Regions from separate parts of the Hordeum vulgare genome. Here region 2 is linked to region 1. The links are chromatin contacts, called in public Hi-C maps. All regions are on one chromosome and are shown on one strand. Each heading gives the region's core, a stretch centred on a gene start, on an enhancer-like site or on the middle of the called end of the contact. The rest is flanking DNA. Distances are from core to core; before and after follow the strand shown. Region 1 holds the start of LOC123449167 (probable 4-hydroxy-tetrahydrodipicolinate reductase 2, chloroplastic). Region 2 has its middle 5.2 kb from the start of LOC123451573.

The links. Hi-C and Micro-C count contacts between places; a contact is called where the count stands out from the background.
Region 2: a Hi-C map of leaf shows a contact between it and region 1, with 5 times the contacts expected there. The contact joins the enhancer-like site here to the promoter of LOC123449167 in region 1. A contact is called at or near these places in 2 of 6 Hi-C or Micro-C datasets (both in leaf).

What each region holds. Positions count from the first base shown.
Region 1 is chr4H:505,204,553-505,207,312 of MorexV3_pseudomolecules_assembly, reverse strand. It overlaps LOC123449167 (probable 4-hydroxy-tetrahydrodipicolinate reductase 2, chloroplastic), which reads left to right and starts at 1,471. Exons shown (of 8, transcript XM_045126273.1): 1 at 1,471-1,809; 2 at 2,537-2,760. The coding sequence starts at 1,642.
Region 2 is chr4H:505,337,487-505,340,186 of MorexV3_pseudomolecules_assembly, reverse strand. No RefSeq gene overlaps it. Among protein-coding and RNA genes, the nearest start is that of LOC123451573, 5.2 kb to the left of the region's middle. Within about 2 kb of position 1,411, at least 2 of the 3 cell types and tissues checked have open chromatin away from gene starts, as enhancers often do. A contact at or near this core is called in leaf, where this site is marked.

The DNA of each region.
Region 1 (2,760 bases), core at 222-2,721:
TTGTGAACACGGTTGCAACGATTGTTTACCTTACACATAGTTTGTTAATGCATCTGTCCGTTGCTTTGAGTTTACACTTTGGGTGGAGCTCGCAACTTAATACCAGCGAGACGTTCTGGATAGATATCTCAAGGTGGATGATTAGTAAGTAGATGCTGATGAATAAACGATCTACTTGTCTTGGTGTACTGCCCATTACTATTGAGCCTCTAACTTTCAAGTAGCATAATTAGCATTGTGGTGTGTTCATAATTCTGTCAATTGCCCAGCTGTAATTTGTTTACGCAAGCATAGTTGTTTATCGTCTTTTGGGAGGGAGACATCACTAGTGAACATCATGTGACTCCGGTCGATATCGCCACCATTGCTTATACCTTCATCATTTAATGCTTTCATTTACTTTTCGGTTGCAATCGCTATCATTATTCTCGCTTGTGTTTTGATCCTTTGCAAACTACAAGGCCGGAGAGATCGACAACCTCTCTGTACTCGTTGAGAGCAAAGTTATTTGTGTGTGTGCAGGTTCATGTCTTCTGCTAGCGCTAGGGTGGAAGACACATACTCGTTGATCATAGGAGTCCTCATAGTTCGATAAACCTTACAGTCTCCGTGTAAGGGAAAACCTGCTGCTGACTACATCTCAACCTTCCACTTATGGTAACCAACGAGGGGCGAGAAGTATATACATCATCTCGTCATCAAATGGGCACCCGATCTATAGATAGGTGCTAGTTGTTGGGATGTGCATGTCTCTCCACGACGGCGGCGTGCGCATCTCCTAGTATCTCTTGCAGATCTCCTCCTTGGCGTACGACCGCATCCGAGGTGTCGCCCCGTCCGACAAGATATGGAATGCGGGCGGCAGAGGTGGAGGTGAAGGTAGAGGTGGAGTGGTGGAGCGGCGACGGCGGACGGACGACGACCCACCCTCGTGGTCGTGCCTCGTCTTGCGGTCGGGGAACCATCGGCCCACCATTGTCGTTGGTGTGGAGGTGGAGTAGCGGCGGGCTAGGGTTTGGTTGTCGGGGCTCGTGATCGAGGAGGCATGCGTCGCCGAGAGTGAAAGTGTGGCCCACCGGTCCACGACTTTCACATTAAAAAGGACGACGACCGCTCGATGGGGTGGCTGCTAGGTGGGTCCGCCCGCGCGTGCGTCGTAAATGTGAACGATGAGAGGTAGGTGGCGAGCTGTCACGGGTTCGAGACGGACACAAAGCGGACGCGTGGGCATCCGTTCAACGTCATGTGAATCACAAACCGAATAGGAAAATAGGGTGGACCGGACGCCAAACCGATACAAAATACGAATACGGTCACTCGTTGAGTCGTGCTCTCTGTCCGTTACTCCGTTTGAACGATGGACCAGATGAGGTCCGTGGGTCGGAGTTTTTTTTGCATCGACTTCTTATGTAGGCCTTTCCGTCAAAAAATGAAAGAAAAATAGCGTGCAACGCTCATTCACGCCCAGCACGGCAGCACGGCAGCACGGGTCCTCTACGGATAAACGGTGGCTAGCCGTCCGGTGTCACACTTTCGCCCCGCAGAGCCGCCGGGATAAACCGTCGTTGGCCAGGTCTCCCTATCCGGCTTCACCCCTTGAACTATATCGTGCAAGCAGCCGCGCCGCCGGGCAAGGCAAAAATGCTCTCGGTGCGGGCGCCGCCCCGCGCTTTCTCGCCCTCGCCGCCGTGGCGGAGACGGGGCCGCCTAGACGGTTTCGCCGCGCCGCGGTGTGTCAGCGCCGCGCCACCCGTGACAACCCTAGAGACGGCTACCGCGCGGCCGGCAGGCGTCTCCTTCCCGATTCTGGTACGCTGGCTGCATTTATCACGCCACCGCTAACCTGTTCGGCGGAATGCCGCTGAGGCCACTGGTATTCAGTTGTGTGCAATCAGCAATCCTAACTTTATCGGAGTAGGCAAACTTTCACGATTGCCTTGTCATAAGTTCTTCGTTTCCTAGTTAGTTATGCAGTATGTCTACTTGATGCACAATGAGGCATCAGACTCTGTCAGCTATAAATTTGCCTTTCATCATTCTGGATTTCGAGTTCCTATGCTGCAAAGGAGGTTATTTTCAGCCGTCAAATATTAAGCTACATCATTATGTTACTGGATTTCGAGTTCCCATGGCTGCATGGCACTTTCTCATTTGAAGCAACCAAATATCAGCGTAAAACGTCTTACGCTTGTAAGACATGGTCAGTCCTGCTCACAATTTGTTGATCTCATGTTACAATTCTTTTAATCCGAGTTCCAAACCTTTATAGCATGGTAGGCCAATTTGCCAACTCCCTACTTGTACATGTTAAGGATGCCACATGGATAGTCAATAACAGTGATTACAGGTCCAGTCCAACAACTGGCTGGATAAGACCAATGGACTAGAGTTACTGAATATATTCGATTTTCTACAATGCTTTAGTACAAGATCAATTGGAATATATTCTCATACAGTCATGCTAGACAATTACTTGAGGAATTTATTTAGTACTGTAATATTTACTACTTAGTCTTTCATTTGTTCAATTTTGTAGGTGAATGGCTGCACTGGTAAAATGGGGGTATCTGTTGCTGAGGCAGCTACTTCAAGGGGTCTTCACCTAGTTCCTGTTTCATTCAGTAGTAGAGAGAACCTTGATAAAACAATACAAATTGGTGATACAGACATTGAGATATATGGCCCTTCTGCAAGAGAAGATGTTCTTTCATCTGTCATTGACGAATTCCCAGATGTCGTCGTGGTGGACTACACGGCACC
Region 2 (2,700 bases), core at 162-2,661, 130 kb before region 1:
GTGCTACTTACCTATCAGCAAATCCAGTTTTCATGCCAGAACTAAACACATTGAGATAGACTTTCACTTTGTCCGAGAAAGAGTTGCAAATAAACTTTTGGACATTCGATTTTTTCACTCAAAGGACCAGGTTGCATATGGTTTTACCAAGGATCTACCTACAAGAAGTTTTGAAGACTTCAAACATAATCTCAACTTGGTAAGGTTATGATTAAGGAAGGGTGTTAAACATAATATGATGATGCGGGCCATGTGTTAAGGAGGATCTCCAACTGAAGGGGTTTATCTCCAACCGAAGGGGGTTTAAGTTAGACAAGGTAGATACTCATGTAATGTTTAATCTCTTATCTCTTGCTTTCCTTCACCTCCAAGATTGTATCTCTAAGGATCTATACTAACCTCTTGTACGCGGTATGAGGGCTCGCAACCCAGCTATATAGCACGTAGCACGTCGGCCTGGAAGGCTAAGACGTTTCCGCATTATCGCACAAGTAACCCACCGGGCAACCAAAAATGATGATGCAGAACACAACGCACCATACTAGCATCGCCCTCCGTGATGCTTCGTTTGATCTCGATCAGGTGTGTCCTTTCTTATGTAATGATTCGCTTTCAGATGTCATTGTGCTACACCCACCAACAATGAATATATTCTATCGTCGAGAGGCGAGATCTGAGTCACTAGGTGAAAAAGTACTTTTGATTCTTAATGGTGGATGGCCTATTTCATTAAAGAATTTTTTTCACCTATCACTATGAATATAGGACAGTAAAAAGAAAATTTGAATGTTATAAATTATTTAATGTTAATATTGCTTTAACCTACATTATAAGTGTTTTTTGGTATCATTTTATATTTACATATATTAATTATTATTTGATGCATATATTAAGGGGCCTCCGATTCTACTTTTGCCCTGGGACCTCGAAATCTCAGGACTGCCCTTGAGTGAAAACAATTGTGTTTGTTGTATTTTTTAAAACATACGTTTATTTTTTTTAATACAAACTGAAAGAAAATTAATGTGTTGTGATTTTTATAAATATATGATTTAAAGTTTCTAATACATCTATAGAACATACACCAAATATTGTTGGAATAAAAGCAAAAAGGGAAGAAAAAACATCCAAATAGTTCCTCTTCTAAAATGTGCAAGTGAAGCTCGCTAGAATAGGGTTGGCCTATTGGCGCTGGCATTCACGCGTTGCCTATACTGTTTGACGCTTTAGAGCGTCGAACAAGAGGTCTCCAAATGTCCATAGTAATTTCGTATCAAGCTACTCCTGTACTCCCTCTGTCCCATAATATATGAACGTTTTTTATCATATTTGAATGTTCAAAACGTCCTTATAGTATAAGACGGAGGAAGTACATGTAAAAAATGTTTAAATCAGGGAGTTCCTATGCCCGCTGCAGGCACCAGTTAACGATCCGGCGCCTGCAGCGCTACAAACAAGGGCCGGCCCACTAGACTGTTGCCCAGTTTTTCTATCTCCTTTGATTTTTTTTTGTTACGAAAAAAATATAAAATCAGAAAAGGTTTACAGATTTAAAGAAGAAAGGTACATACATTTGAAAAAAGTTCATATCTTTAATAAAGGTTTATCAATTTTGAAAAATGTTCCTCAATTCGAAGAAAAGTTCATCCAAATTAGAAAAGTTTCATTAAAGTTCAATAAATTTGTAAAATGTTCATAAAAAATAAAGAAAGTTCATATATTTATTTAAAAAGTTCATTGAACTGTAAATAAGTTCATAAATCTTTAAAAAGTTCATCCATTTACAAAATAATATTCATCAAATTTTGAAAACTTCATCGATATTGAAAAACATTCAGCAATCTTAAAAAGTATACGTTTAAATTTTTAAAAAGTCTATCAATATACAAATAAGTTCATAGAAAGTTTTTAAAAAAAGTCACAAGCGCCTAGATGGGCCCGTCCAGTTCGGACTTCAAAGGGGCCAGTTAACAAAAATACACGTTAACTCCCCTCGTGTGGCGTCAAATAGAAAATGCCACGAAATCGTGCCCTCGCTTATAGGGAAATGGTTACCTCCCCTCGTGTGAAGTAGCTGTGGCTGGGCCTGCCCATTACTGAGGCACAACAATTTTTCTCTCTTTTTTGTTTGTTTTTTCACCATACGGCCCAGGGTTTTTCTGTGTTGTTTTCTTGTCCAACTTTTTTACTTTTTGGGGTCAGATTTTGTTGGTCTTTTTTCTTATGGTTTTTTCTGTTTTTAATATTTATTCATAGATTTTATTTTCTTTTTTTAATCCTTGTTATAATTTATAGGTCTTATAATTATGCGGCTTAACATAGGACCTTACGTATTAAGGAATCCTTCCATCGGATTGTAGCCCTACCCATATAAAATAAACTACTATTGACCTCAAAAAAATACCTTGGTTTCTATTTCTTCAACGGGTTATTTGGTTTCCTTTGTTTCATTCTTGGTTTATTCATTTCCCCCCTTTTTTTGTTTCTTTGTCGTTTTTCATTGTTTTTCTATTTCTTATTTTTTTCCTTTGTTCATTTTCCCTTTATTTAGTGGTTTTCCCTGCTTTCACTGTTTTTCAAATACATGATGTACATATTTTCTTAGATACAATTTTTAAACACTTTTCTGAATATCTGATCAAAAAAATTAAAACACACGAAGAACATTTTTAATAGGAATAAAATTCACCAACAATGTCC